Linked DNA regions of Mus musculus: regions 1, 2, 3 and 4 are each linked to region 5. The links are chromatin contacts, called in public Hi-C and HiChIP or PLAC-seq maps. All regions are on one chromosome and are shown on one strand. The core of a region is the stretch at or near the end of the contact, and the rest is flanking DNA. Distances in the headings are between cores, read along the strand shown. Region 1 has its middle 200 kb from the start of Gm11264. Region 2 overlaps Gm11266 (predicted gene 11266). Region 3 overlaps Nfib (nuclear factor I/B). Region 4 has its middle 5.3 kb from the start of n-THgtg10. Region 5 has its middle 16 kb from the start of Gm11412.

Region 1 (2,700 bases), core at 10-2,509, 540 kb before region 5:
GTGCAGGGAGCTGACTGAAGACTCTTTGTGTTTGTTACCTGATTCAGGGGATTCTGAAGGTAAAATACTGGTCTCTTTTAGGTTCTTGCCCAAGGATCTAAGTAAGGGACTTGATTGGATAGGAAGGATGAGTCTTCGAGAAGTTCAAGTTCAAAGGAGCTACAGTTGCTGGAAGATTCCCCTTCCGGTAGAGGTCGATTGTATTACTTAAGTAACTGCTCCTCGGTCTAATCTCAAAACAACTATACCTGGCCTGAGAAATATCACAGGGGATTAGTAAAATACAAAGGACACAAAAGAGACCCCATCTCACACAGAGGAGAGGCAAGGGTTGACACCCAAAGCTGTCTTCCGAACTTTACACGCATCTGCCATGTTACATGCCCCCATACACATACTTGAATGTGGTAACCGAATGAACTGAGTGAATGAATGACTAAATAAAATAGCTGCGATTCATTGTGTTTTTGAGACAAGATCTCTGTATGTTAGACTGGCTTTGAACTCAGTTTTCTTCCCTTCATCTTCAAAAGTGCTAGGATTACAGGTGGGTACCACGATGCCCTGGCTTTAGTTACCAGTTATCAGGGATCTATTAATTGTGAGTGTCTCTACTAAGTGATACATACATACATATATATATATATATATATATATGTATATATATATATATAATCATATACATATGCATGTACATCATATACACACACATACACATGCATATCTCTGATCTTCCTGCAGGACCTGGACAATAGGTCCTTGTTTTTCCATTTTAGAAACATGGTGATTAAGACTCCATACAGTAATTAACCCTTCATACTCAGGAGGATAGTTTTATGATTCAAATTTAAACCCATGTATAAAGCATTTACAAAGATTTCACCTATCTGGTGATCTGTTATGTCTTGGGAGTCTTTCCCTCTACATAAAACATAACTGAATTTTTCCCTGGAAATGATACCCCCCCCCCAAATAAGAGCAGCCCGTGCTGTGACATCTTGGACATGGTATATATTTTTTTCTTCACAAGGAAGCCATTTGCAACGAGCATTTACAATCTTCTTTTGCTGACAGTAAAGGCATGTTGGGCTAGTTTGCACTGGTTTTAATCTGTTGCACTTCATTTTGAGCTAAACATGACCATTGGCATGAAAGAGTTAAAAAGGAAATCTTCAGGCTAAGCAGTGAAGGTTGACTCTGGCTGCTGCAGAGGCATATCTGATGGAGGGAGCCAGGCAGGAAGCAGTCCTGGGAAAGGAATCCTGAATAATGGGGGTGGCTTCCTGAACTTGTAGGCTTTTTCCTCCACCAAGATTCAGAGAACTTTATAAAACACCATTTCCCAGCAGCCTGTGTGGGACCTTTGCAGAGAGAATTCACAGACAACTTCACCTCAGGAGAAGAAATTTCTCCAAAGAATCCTGGATCATGTGGATTTACAAATCAGCAAACAGAAACTGTGAGAGGAAGCCTCAGAAGTTGAGAGTGCAAAGGCCGAGAACCTTGCGTTTGGTTGGCAGTCCCAGTTTGAAGGAAGGATGAGTCCAGTCTGCGACTCCCACAACATCAAGGTCATTTAAAGGACAATGCCACTTAATCAAGAATCTAAAAGCAGCAGCTGAGACCAGAAACAGCGCTGCCTGCTCTAGACTCAGCTGTATGCTAGCAAGGTGTTTTCTTCAGATGTGTTCATTTGTATGTGTATGTGGGTAAAATCCTAGCACCAAGAATTCATGAATCTAATCACTGGAATTAGAACTGTATAGGAAAGTCAAAACAGTCAAAACATCCCACGTGTGTGGTCTTACTTGCCTCCTGCCGTTCTCTGACTCAAGTATATTTCACGTGGCTATCTTGATTTGTTGACGACGTTGATAAACTGATTGCAAAGGTAAATGGGAAGGATAAAGATGTTGATGGTATACAGTTTCATGAATGTGATCTCAGAGAACCTCAGTGATGGCAGGTAAGCATCGAGCAGCCTTAGAGTCGCCATCTCTTCCGTTTATTCCAGGGAAATACATTGTCAGTTAAGATCTTGTGGTGTGAAGAATCCAATGTTTATTTACAGATCTCCTCCCCACTCATATTTTAAAGCCCCATATCTCAGGGTGATGCGATCAGGCATGCCACCTTTTTGGAGGAAGTCAGGTTTAGATGAAGTCGTGAGGGAGACGCCCTCAGGACGGTATTAATGCCCCGAAAGGAAGAGAGAAGAGAGCAGAGCTCATTTTCTGTCATTTGAGGACATAACAAAAAGGTGATTATGTCTCTTTCAAGGAAAGGCTGCTCATCAGACACTGATCCCGCTGACTTCTTGACCTCAGCCTTGCAGTCTGCAGAAAGACAAGAAATACATTCCTGTGGTTAAAGCCACCCAGACTAAAGTATTTTGTTATGGTAGCCCAAGTAACACATATTCAATGGTCTGAAGTTCCTTTGATTTTTATTTCCTATGTATACTTGGGAAAATGTTCACACATACTCCATATCCCTTTATTCAGAACACTATTTAGGGAACTGAGACATTAAATCATATCCTAGGCCTCTGTTTGAGAACAGGAACATTAGAGATCAGATCTGAACCCAACCCTACTTCATATTGGCTAGACACCTCAAGCAAACGCTTAGTTAAGGAAGGCTCTGTGTCTGCTGTTTCGCCTTTCAATTCTTTAATTGCCATTTCAGGAAGGCAGATGG
Region 2 (2,700 bases), core at 111-2,610, 810 kb before region 5:
AAATAAAGCAGGGGCTTCGGAGCGGAGCGCTGAAAATTATTCCAGGCTTCTCGGCTGAAGAGGGTCTCTTGGCAGTCCAGAGACCCGCTTGGAGAGAGCCCACCCGCAAGTGTGCGCTCGAAAAGTTTGTAAGAGTTTTTGCCAAGGCACCCGAGAGGTCCGGGAAGCCCAAAACTCTGGCTGGTGACCCAGCATGGAAAGATGTAAACAGAGAAGGGAAGTGTCAGGAAGGACGGGGAGACAAGCTACTTGCGGGCAGATCAAGCGAATATTGCCAGGATGATTAACTGCGGGTGGGGAACCTGCGGTGCGCAAAACAGATCGGAGACATCTTCTAGTTCCGTGGCTCAATCTCCTCCACCATTCCTGTGCGATGAAGTCTCACTAATAATTTCTCTCCATTCCACGTAGTCCTATAGTCTTCACTGTAAAAAGGAGCGCTCTCAACAATTTAAGGCTTATCCGCTTTCTTCCCCCCAGTTTCCTAATATCTATTCCCATTTCGTTTGCAGCCAAATAAATAGTGACCGTGGGGGATAAAAAAACGCATGGCCTTAGAAAACTAAATGCGCCGCGTTCCCCAAGTTGCTTATCTCCTCTGATCCTCTGATGAGACCCTTGGTACGGCAATTCCAAATATTGGTGCTCCCCAAGCTCAGTGGGGTTCGCTGCCAAAAAAAAAAAAAAGCCACACACATACAAACAAAAACAAAAATAAACAACTAGCAACCCGCATCAGAAACTCTCAATGGAAAAGCCTGAGCCCCAGGTGCCTCCAGCAGCTTCCCGCAGTTTGGCTGCCTGGAAGCCTGGAAAATGTGCGCCAGAGCCGGGCTGCGCCCAGCACTTTCCAAGTGAAACTTCAGTCCCAATGGTCTTTCCCACAGGTTCTAGGACACATGAGCCTGCCTGTCCCCAGCTTCTAAAAATCCTCCCCACGGGCTCATCAGGTCCTGGTAAGTGAACTGCTCTTCGGCGGCTGCTGGATTAAGAATGTGTGTCTGCTCCTTGAGGCAATGACTTTCTTCCAGCAAAGTGGCCTAGAAGCTGCCGGTAGCCCCCAGGCTGTGGCAGGAGAGCATCCGTCGCCTGCTCCTCGGAGAAGTTGAGTGAATTTCCGCATAGGGAGAAACGTTAAGGGTTGGAGTGTACCGTGGGGGGCGGGAGCATAGCAAGTTGCCCCCGGCTCTTTGTTTTTGAGAGTCCCCTCGCGCTCTGGTCTCAAGAATCTTCCACACTGCTTCATAGTGAATCATAGAGAATCGCGCCGAGATTCGGCTGCATGGGGCTGTCTTTAGCTTCTGCAGACCGAGGCCGAGGAGCTAGTGCAGTTCCCGGGCATCGCCAGACTCTGTTACTACTGCCGCTCGCCCTTCGGCTGAAGTCCCTTCTCTGAACACCCCCAGAACAGTTCCAGCTCTCCCCAAAACTGTGTAAGGAGAGGAGGATCAGATTTATAGACTGCAGTGTACCCCAACAGGTAGTTTCACCTGGCCTGGTTTAAATATTAAAGTCTGGGCCTTGCGTGGGCATCGCGAAACTGGCCCAAGACACAGACTTTTAGTCGGGGACGAAAACGGCGATGTGCGAGTTACTTAAGATAATCATGTTTTCTCTTCAGTCTTCAACTTATCCCCAAACATCGAAAGAGCTGATCCGTTAGGAACGAGGCTCAGCGAGCCTAAATAGCTGGCTTCCAGCTGCAAGCCCACAGGCAATTTGATTTACCTCCCACCCCCAGAGAGTTACTAAAGAACCCTACTCCCGCTTTAGAGAGATGGGTTCCTTTGGGAAGATCCTTCCTCAAAATGCCCTAGCCTTGGACAAGGAGGGTGAGCTGCGCTGGCTTGGAACAGAATTGCAGTCCCGGTTCTGTTGGTGCGCTGAACAGTGAGGGAGAGCGATGTGCCAGGGCGAGCATGGAACCCGCGAGCCTCGCGTGCACTGCGATTCATGACTCCTTATGGAAGCTCAGGGAGAAGTTGGTGGCCCGCTTGTACAATCTGGGGCCAGCATAGTCCTCTTCTCCAGGGAGTGCTAGCCGAAATTCTTCCCCTGGGGCCATTGATGCACGTGGTGCGCAATGACCCGACGCAAAGTCAGGAAACCGCTAGCAATGGCCCAAAGATTCCCGCGTGTGCCACCCTCGAAGGGTGGAGGAGACCGGGGACTGGGCCCCTCGGGAGGGACGATCTAAAACTGTCTTGGGAGACAGGCTTTCCCCTGCTCCTTCTCTGAGCCCTTGCTTAGTGGTACCTTTTGCCATCTCAGCCAGGAATCCTGGTCTTACCCTACCTCTCTCTTTAGGAACCAGTTCAGGCTCCCCACTGTCACCAGCCCCTACGTCAAGAGCTGTGGGCAGATGTGACCTTGGGCTCTTTGATTTTTAAGGGTATCAAGGTCTGGCCCTGTTTCCAGTGTTCCAAAAAATCTCTCTCTCCCTTCTTCCCAGCTTCACATCCTATCTAGAGACTGTGGCAAATTCAAAGCCTCTGTCACTGGACAAGCTATCTAAACTTGCAGTTTTCTGGTACCTTGACCCCTTAAAGTTGGCCTCAGCTAGCTCTGACAGGGAGAGTAAAGTAGCCACCCTTACCCCCTTCTCCTATTCTCCTCTCACCCACCAGCCACCTTCACCTTTCCCCAGTCCAAACCTTGCCGGCAGAAGAGCAGGAGTCTCTGAAAGGCACAGACTGGTTC
Region 3 (2,700 bases), core at 97-2,596, 670 kb before region 5:
CTCCATGGATAGGATATTTAAGATAACGCCCTTTCTGCAATGTAAACAGATGCCCCAGACTGTAAAAGATATGTTAGGATATGGTCAGTGACAACTATGGAGGGAAACGGCACATGTACAACCAGCCCTAACACAGTGTTAAAGCCTTATATTAGAATGGGAGGGAAGTGATGTGGACCCTGCAGGGTGGTCTCATTAGGTGGATGCAAAAAGAGGGCCAGGAAGAATATACCAGATGAAGGGAATCAAGCACTTTAAAGATGAAATTGGAGTTTGTCTGACGTCAGAGTAAGGACATTTCAGTAATGAAAGCCATATGGGTACAGAGCATGGAGACCTGCAATTAGCAAAACAAGGGGGAGGAGCCTTAGAAGGTAAGAGCTGGGCCAACACCTGGAAGTAGGGCTTTGAGGTGAGGGGTTTCCAGCAAGTCTTTCTGGTTCATCTGGTTCGCTGAAATGGGAGAGAGTGGGCAAAAGGTCCTGCTGGAATAAGGACAATAAGGACTTTGTCATTCAAATGAGAGCAGGGTTAGCTATAGAGGATTGGGAATCGCAGACAATGAGTAGTAGAATTTAGCAAAGTGGAGCTGGTTGAGTTTGCCCTGGGGTTACAGGCAGGAAGGAACCAGGAGGTGGGCCTCATGGAAGGATTTTCTTAGGCAGTGATAGTACCAAAGGGTCCCACAGTAGAGAAAGAGCCATCCACTTTAGAGAGAGGCACCACAAAACTTCTCTTACATAGACAATGGAACTGGTCCCCAAAGACAAAAGGATGGACCTTTGATGGTTCCAGATATATGGAGTCTGAAGTCAGTTAGGACACCCTGTGGCTGATGGGACAAGCGGTGGTGGTGGTCAGGCATCCCTGGGCTCTGATGCCGGGTGGAAGATTAATTTTGATCCTTCCTTATGAGGTGGAGCTCAGGTAGTGTTTGAATATTCCCTTTTTATTTTGCTTCTCAGTGTTACTTCAGAACAGCGTCAAGCATACTAGGTCCTCATTTATTTTTTTATATTAACTTTTTTTTTTTGAGGGAGAAAATTCTTCAAGGATGAAAGTTCTGTGGGATGTTTCTTTTTCCAGTTTGAGAGAGAGAGAGAGAGAGAGAGAGAGAGAGAGAGAGAGAGAGGTGTTTGCAATATCTTTTCAATTTAATTTTATTATTTGCTGTTGTGTTTAAAGAAGCAGAAGCTACTCTGAAATTTAGGTGTGAATTTTGGAGAAGACATGAACAGTTTCATAAAAAAATGAAACAAAATGTGCCCAACCACTGAGTGCACCCCGGGGAGTAAACCCTGCCCTCAGGTCCCTGATTCACCCTGTTAGTAGCAGCCAGTGAGGCTCAGTTTACTGGCACAGCCTCCTCTGCCCTTCCTCTCCGTGTGAGTCCCAACCTTAGCAGGCAAAGGCTCAGAAGCCTTGGGATGAAGCTACATCATCCCACAGTTGAGCCAGCTAATGCCTAAGTACAAACAGTAGCCGGCAGTAAGTGGGTGTGGCCCTGCAGCTTCCTGGAGTGTCTTACAGGGGTTTGTCTTTGTTTGTAGATGTCTGGGTCCTGCAAATGGACTCCCGTCTTTGTTCAGTATGCAACTTTGACTACGTAATTTTCTTTGAGTTAAAAAAATAAACCAGTGGAAGGCTTGCTAGTTAAAGATCACACACACACACACACACACACACACACACACACACAGCCTTCAGAAGCAAATGTTTGTGGGCATAACCAGACTCCACAACATTTTTTTCTTTAAACTCTCTTTAGCCCTTGTCATCTTAAGATGTGCCTTATGCCTTACCACTTCCCTGGGAAATACGACTCACAGGAGCAAATTACGTTTCTGAGAGAGTCCAGGAGGATCCTAGTTAAGTAGATTAGGGTCTGGCATTCCTTTTAGCTTCATCAGTCATTTACAGCAGAGGATGGACACTGTAGCCGTCTGCGACTTGCCAATTAGCTGGGCTTTCCCCGCTGTTTCTGGTTTGGCAGGGATGAGGTGGTTCACCCTGCTGCACTGCTGCCTGCCAAGGACACATGGCCAGCTCCCTGCTTCCTGTCTTCCTCTTTGTGTCCTGGCCTTGCCTTCCAGACAGCTGCCAGGTTATGGTTGCCAAAAACCTTCCTTCCTTCAGAAAGGTCAAGTAACCTCAAATCACCTTTGCCAATATTTGTGTTTTCTTTTTAATCCTTCTGTGCTCAAGTTGGAGAAAACTGTAGCACTGAGTGGAACTTAGGGTCACCTCGGATCTCTTGGATCTGAACCTGAAGCATCCCTGAGCCAGTCCGGATGGTGCTTCTAGTACAGTTCTGTTCACAGCTCTGTGAAGTGCGATCGAGTTCAGGAGGGTTCAGTGTGGATCTGAGTGCTGCTGCTTTTTAGGATTCTCAGTTCACTTGTGATCTTTGGCCAAAGCCTGATGCATTGCATGGCAGGAAGAGAAGAATGTGGAGATAGGTTTTGGCTAAAGGCTTACTTTTTTTTTTTTCTTCAAAGAACTTGATAGTTGCAAACCTGTCTTTGCTTTCCTGTTTGGTGTCTGTGAATAAGAGTTAGCAGCCTGTCCATGGCCTGGGGACAGCGAGTGAATTAGCAGGAGCTTGCAGGATGGAAGTACCACTTCCTTGGCCCTGGCATGGCTGTAGGAAACACAGTCGCTGGGACTGAGGTTCAAGATCAGTGTGAATAAGTGTTTTGA
Region 4 (2,700 bases), core at 120-2,619, 890 kb before region 5:
GAATATTCTGCAGTGTCTTATTTTCTGTGCCTTTGGCCAGTAGTTGTGGCCAAATATATATTAATCTGCTCTGTAACCTAAAACGTCATGTCCCTCATATTTGGTCTGCCTGTGTGGTCTATTAGAGGTTGTTCAAACAACATAATACAGCTACCTACATAACTGTAGTTGAGTGACTGATTAAAGATCCAGAGCTACACACACTTCATTACTACCAGCTGTAACCAAATGTTCTTTCTCTCTCGCTTTCTGCAGTACAACGGAGCAGAGCTAGCCCATTGGGTCCCATGGTCAACGTGTCTTATTGAAGAGACTTTATAGTCATAGACAATTTTTGTTTCTTTTTCAGTCAGTTTTCAGAAACAAAAATCTACATTTACTTTTCTAACCAAGTCACACATTGAACAACCCCAAGTAAACTATATATATATATATATATATATATATATATATATTCTTGTTTTACAATCATTCTCCAGTTATGAAGACTATATTTTAAACTTATTTTTCCACGATTAAAGCTCACCAATTCATAGGAAATGATTTGCTAAAACAGGATCTGACAAGCTAGAGCTCACTTTTAAGAAGCAGTGCTGAGGCAAAAAGCTTGTTGCACAGGTGCCCTGAGGATGCCCTGAGGCCCGGTGCTGAGCTGCAGCAAGAGAGGCAGTTGGCTTTGCAAAGAGCTAGCAAATACCCAACTGTTGGGCTTCAGTCTCAAGGATAAGGGCAGGGAGACATAAAGCGTGGGCCATTTCTCCCTTAGCACCTCAGCCACAAGAACCACAGTCTAAAAAATCCTAACAGAACCCCTACCCTACCTCTGCTAACTGGTACTGGTAACTCAGTGGCTGACAGTCAGTGGGAGACTTGGGCAGGTTGGTCTTCAGGAAGGGAAATTCTAACAAAAGCAGACTCTGAAAGAAACTGTAAAGAGACCTGGGGTTAGCCCCACCTCTGTCACTTCCACGGCTTGGCTTCCAGCGTGACCTCTTTCTGGTTTTGCTCATCAGCAAACTGGGGACAGTTTTAGAGTTAGACATGGTGCTGTGTAGTTGGCAAGGGTGTTCTCTCTTGCCTTCCTCCCCCTCCCAGGGAACTCTTTGTTCTGTGTGGTTTGTGTCGACTTCCCAGACCTCAAAAGCTGACAACCCCTCAACAAAAGGCCTACCCTGGACTCGGCCACTTTGATTGGCGGCAGTTCTACGACACTCTTGTCTCTGTCATTTAACTGCATGACAAGAGCGGTTTTTTTGTTTGTCTGTTTGTTTGTTTTGTTTTTTTCCCCAAATTCTGAGAACACTAGCTGGCCTGGGAGGCCCCTTTCTTATTAACCAAAATAAAAACAAATTGCCACTAGATGGCACTGCTTGTTGTTGGTCAGAGACAAGGAACTCCTTTCTGTTCTGGGCAGGGAGGGGCCAATTTCACACATTACATCAAGATCTGAGAATCAAACAGACCCCACCTAGGAGCTGGGGAAATTACCTCCACAGGTTGTCTTTATCCAGAGGTGATTTTAAAGGAATATATTGTGTTTGGATGTCAATGTTCAAAGGCTCCAAGGCAGAAAATTCCATTTCAAAAGAAAGTGTGATTAATGAAGCCACATAAATCCTGCCGAGCCGGAGCCATGGCAGGGATCACACCACACAAATCAGACAGCTGGGAGCCTCTCTCACTTTCTCCTGTTCCCATTTCTACGTCGTCACTGCATCCCTTGCTTCCTCTTTTCTTCTTTGTCATTTTGTGAACACACGGATCACCAAATCCAAAACAGGAGGGATTTTGACCGGAACTCATGGCTGCAGCTGCCTTCAAGCTGGGGCCTGGTCATTTGTGCTTTCTGCTTTTCCCAAGAATTCCAAAGGCCGACAGAGGCAGTAACAACCACAGCCTCACTAACTGCCTGCCAAACCTGAGGCAAGTCTGGATCTTTACATAGCCCACTCTTACACAGAGACAAGACTGAACTGAAGGATACTGTAGCTCTATACTAGAAGGGTTTTAGATGAGGTCTTGGGGTATTTTAGTGTACCTCACTAGGAACTTTACCCCCAAATTTCCTTGAGACAATGATGTTTCTGCCTCTTCAGAATCCTGTGCTTTTATAGCTGCTACCTGTGGCCCATGCTCTCTCAGATTTTTCCATCCAGGTACACAGCCTTCTCTCTCTCTCTCTCTCTCTCTCTCTCTCTCTCTCTCACACACACACACACACACACACACACACACACATAGTTCACACATTTCTGCCTTACTTGCTGTACTTAGAGTCCCCTCAGTGCACTAGAGTCATAGTCTCCTCTAGTCTTTGGCATCTGCTTCCAAGAATGAATCCAGTTCCCAGAGTGACCGTGACAGAAGGTTACCATGCTATCTAGAGTAAGGGCCATGGTCAGTCTAGTTGTCAAACATTCGAGCCCTAGGGCAGATGCTCTATTTAAACAACAAGTTACTTGATGGGTGCCCATCATAGACAAATACCTTGGTCTCGTCTCACCTCTCTTTGTCTACATACATGATATGACTGGCAAATATACCCTACGGAAGGGATGTGTAGACAACCTGAGCAAGTAAAGCAACCGTACAGAGGGCAGAGTGAATGCAAACACTCACTATGCTCACTACGATCCTCGGTACTACAACTTGGTTTTTAAGTTTTTAAATTCTTGTGTGTGTCACTGGTGTGTCTGCCTG
Region 5 (2,700 bases), core at 160-2,659:
AGAGAGAGAGAGAGAGAATTTCAAGTTTCAAGTAGATAGTGAGTGTGCGGTCAGTTAAATGGCATTCCCTGATTTCCCTGCCTTAGTCACCCGATGAGAGACTGCTGAGGCACAAATCCAAAGCAGCATATTGAGATCTGTCAAAAATTCCAAAGAAGGCCAGAGACATGGATCTCTACATAAAGACACTGGCCACCGATTCCTAAGATCTGAGTTCAAACCAGAAATTCATTTGGTGAAATATGAGAATCAACTCCTGCACATTGTCACCCACCCCATATCTCTCTCTGTCTCTCTGTCTCTGTCTCTGTCTCTGTCTCTCTGTCTCTCTGTCTCTCTCTGTCTGTCTGTCTCTCTCTCTCTCTCTCACACACACACACACAAACACACACACCATATACAAACAAATAATTTTTTTTAAAAAGAAACTTATTGTAATCTGGTCTCTACACCTCTAGGACTCTGTAATGCTTCCTTGTAAGAAAACTTTGAGGTTCCAGAATTTGGAAGATATCTTTTAAACATTAGCTAAAATATATTTTCATGGGTTTTTTTGTCACTGGATTTAAAAAAAAACAAAAACAAAACAAAACAGGAAAACGTTAGACAAACATGATAGTGTCTTGTGTTCCAGACAGACTTTCTGGAAAGTTGTGACTTTCACAAATCTAAAACAACAGCAACGAGGAAAAAAAAATAGTAACAATTTCTAGTCTCAAGCCAGGCTCCCTTAGTCAGCTGTCTATTTTTCTTGCCACCCAGATACTAAAGCGTTTGGCACCCGTGGGATCTTAGTATTTGGATCTGGAAGGGAAGCTCTCCCACCCTGGTTTTATCTGTAGACTGGATAAAGGTTTGGGATTTAGCAATAGGCTCTGCAAGCTCAGCTTGTGAAAATCACATTCTTTATCAACTCCCCAGATGGTTTAGATCATTAAAAACACAACAAAACAAAACAAAAGCCCTTCAGAGTGTACACTGTGAAGATATTCTCTAATTTCCAAGAAAAATAAATATATGTGGAATTTCTCACAGATTTCTCACACTTTCTCAGTACACAGCCTGAACCGCTGTGGTGAGTGGGAACTTAAAGCCACCGGGTTTGGTTTTTTTTTTTTTTTTTTTTTTTTTTTTTTTTTTTTAAACTGCAAAGCCTTGTGCTGAATACTTAACTTCCAGCAGCTCCTTTGCCTTTCCAGCTTGTCCGTCAGCCTCCGACTCTCAGTCAGTATTTATCTCTTGGGGGCTTAGCTTTAAACTGAAAAGTGTATGTCTTTATTCAGTGAATTTGGGGCAACGGCCTCTCAGTAAGCAACAAAAACAAAAAGGCTGTTTCAAGTCGAAGAGACTTCAAGAAAGCACCCCACCATCTGCCAAGGCCTGAGAAGGGCGCTGTGGGCCAACCACTCTTTACTGAACAGAAGAAACAGTCCCATCCTTTACATGTTCCGCACATCCTGGATCAAAATATAATGATCCCAGCAAAGAGATGGAGTAAAATGGATGCACCCACAATCAAGGGGTGCATCTATTAGAGGGCCCGACCACTGCTTAGTCGGCCTCATTGACTCTGATGTGGAAGTAAAACTGGGGGGCAGACGAAAGTGGGGCTGGAGGGAGAAGGGGGTCTTTCTAAGCGGGCATGCACCAGTGGGTAATGGCTGGCATTTGCAGAGCTGCATGGCAGGGGAGCTTTCAGCGGTTTGCCACTGCCAGCTGATGTCTCTGGCAACATCAGTGCCAAGAAGCCAAAAATGAAGCAGGTGCAGGGGCAGAGGAACTGAGTGCGGGGGGACGAGAGGGGGGTTTCAGAACAGAACTTCTGTTGTTAAAAAATTGCTTGCCTTCATTATAACCGAAACAATGGTTCACTTTGACTCCGGTAACATTTTCAGTCCGCTGGAGTCCTGCACACACACTTAAGACAAGCCTCTTACATTTATGCACAGGACTAAGAGACTGTTTTGTTTGTCACTTTCCAAAGCTGTGGATTGTCTGTGAGCCTGCTGAAGTCCTCTGAGAGCAGCTTTCCTTGCAAAGCCAGGAGCGTCTGCTTTGGAAAGTACCCCTTCCTCCCCTCCCTCTCAGAGTGCCCCCTCTTCAGAAACTCCCACTTCTACAGAACCAGGGCCTGGGAACAGGGGGCTGCTCCTGAACTCTGGGCACATCTTTGCCGGGCACTGTGGCCAGCCAGCTCAGCACACTCAACACCTAGATGCTGCTTTCTGATGAGAAAACAGAAGGACACAGTGTTGCTCGCAATTTACATTTCTCTCAAAAGCTCTGTGTGCCAGCAACATTATTCCCCAAGCCCCGGCACAAATGACAGCAGGGAAAAGACAATGGGTGAGCAAACTGGAAAAGGACTAGTGGTTCAGAATCAGGGACCAACAGAGGGCAGGAAGGAAGGCGTGCCACCCGCACATTAAAACTCCAGGATAAAGCCCTGAGCCATCTGCTGCCTGTTGCCCTGGCTCTACCGCTCCTGGCGTGGACATCAGTGGCCACCTCCCATGCTGCAGAATGCTAAAGCCCTGTCTCACTAAGATAGGACAAAACCTGACTGCAATAGGCTTCCTGCCCCTACCCGGAGAAGCTCAGAGCCTGAGAAAAGGGTGATATGGATGATCTGTTGGGTGAAAATGCACTTGGAGCTTTTTTATAGATACCAATGCAGTGGGAGAAATAGAAAGTTTGGGT

What was found. A called contact is a pair of places that touch in the nucleus more often than the background predicts. HiChIP or PLAC-seq counts read pairs in DNA pulled down with a chosen protein or histone mark.
Region 1: an H3K27ac HiChIP or PLAC-seq map of heart atrium shows a contact between it and region 5, with 8 times the contacts expected there. The contact joins two enhancer-like sites. A contact is called at or near these places in 3 of 115 datasets of contacts at active chromatin or transcription factors (astrocytes, heart atrium and stem cell-derived neural progenitor cells).
Region 2: an H3K27ac HiChIP or PLAC-seq map of heart atrium shows a contact between it and region 5, with 24 times the contacts expected there. The contact joins two enhancer-like sites. A contact is called at or near these places in 1 of 15 datasets of contacts at CTCF or cohesin (the NIH/3T3 cell line), 3 of 484 Hi-C or Micro-C datasets (cerebellar granule neurons and cerebellum), 9 of 115 datasets of contacts at active chromatin or transcription factors (craniofacial prominence, embryonic forebrain, embryonic hindbrain and 6 more) and 1 of 9 other capture datasets (embryonic stem cells).
Region 3: a contact with region 5 is called in a Hi-C map of cerebellum, with 1.8 times the contacts expected there. The contact joins two enhancer-like sites. A contact is called at or near these places in 2 of 484 Hi-C or Micro-C datasets (both in cerebellum) and 3 of 115 datasets of contacts at active chromatin or transcription factors (astrocytes, kidney and stem cell-derived neural progenitor cells).
Region 4: a Hi-C map of cerebellum shows a contact between it and region 5, with 2.2 times the contacts expected there. The contact joins two enhancer-like sites. A contact is called at or near these places in 3 of 484 Hi-C or Micro-C datasets (the HL-1 cell line, cerebellar granule neurons and cerebellum) and 2 of 115 datasets of contacts at active chromatin or transcription factors (embryonic basal ganglia and stem cell-derived neural progenitor cells).

What each region holds. Positions count from the first base shown.
Region 1 is chr4:82,265,005-82,267,704 of GRCm38.p6, reverse strand. No RefSeq gene overlaps it. Among named protein-coding and RNA genes, the nearest start is that of Gm11264, 200 kb to the right of the region's middle. Within about 2 kb of position 1,259, at least 20 of the 459 cell types and tissues checked have an H3K27ac peak or open chromatin away from gene starts, as enhancers often do. A contact at or near this core is called in heart atrium, where this site is marked.
Region 2 is chr4:82,536,056-82,538,755 of GRCm38.p6, reverse strand. The region is part of intron 1 of Gm11266 (predicted gene 11266); the gene reads right to left. Among named protein-coding and RNA genes, the nearest start is that of Gm11266, 29 kb to the right of the region's middle. Within about 2 kb of position 1,360, at least 60 of the 459 cell types and tissues checked have an H3K27ac peak or open chromatin away from gene starts, as enhancers often do. A contact at or near this core is called in cerebellar granule neurons, cerebellum and heart atrium, where this site is marked.
Region 3 is chr4:82,399,492-82,402,191 of GRCm38.p6, reverse strand. All of the region lies in intron 2 of Nfib (nuclear factor I/B), which reads left to right. Among named protein-coding and RNA genes, the nearest start is that of Nfib, 100 kb to the left of the region's middle. Within about 2 kb of position 1,346, at least 153 of the 459 cell types and tissues checked have an H3K27ac peak or open chromatin away from gene starts, as enhancers often do. A contact at or near this core is called in cerebellum and stem cell-derived neural progenitor cells, where this site is marked.
Region 4 is chr4:82,613,035-82,615,734 of GRCm38.p6, reverse strand. No RefSeq gene overlaps it. Among named protein-coding and RNA genes, the nearest start is that of n-THgtg10, 5.3 kb to the left of the region's middle. Within about 2 kb of position 1,369, at least 47 of the 459 cell types and tissues checked have an H3K27ac peak or open chromatin away from gene starts, as enhancers often do. A contact at or near this core is called in cerebellum, where this site is marked.
Region 5 is chr4:81,726,615-81,729,314 of GRCm38.p6, reverse strand. No RefSeq gene overlaps it. Among named protein-coding and RNA genes, the nearest start is that of Gm11412, 16 kb to the left of the region's middle. Within about 2 kb of position 1,409, at least 59 of the 459 cell types and tissues checked have an H3K27ac peak or open chromatin away from gene starts, as enhancers often do. A contact at or near this core is called in cerebellar granule neurons, cerebellum, heart atrium and 1 more, where this site is marked.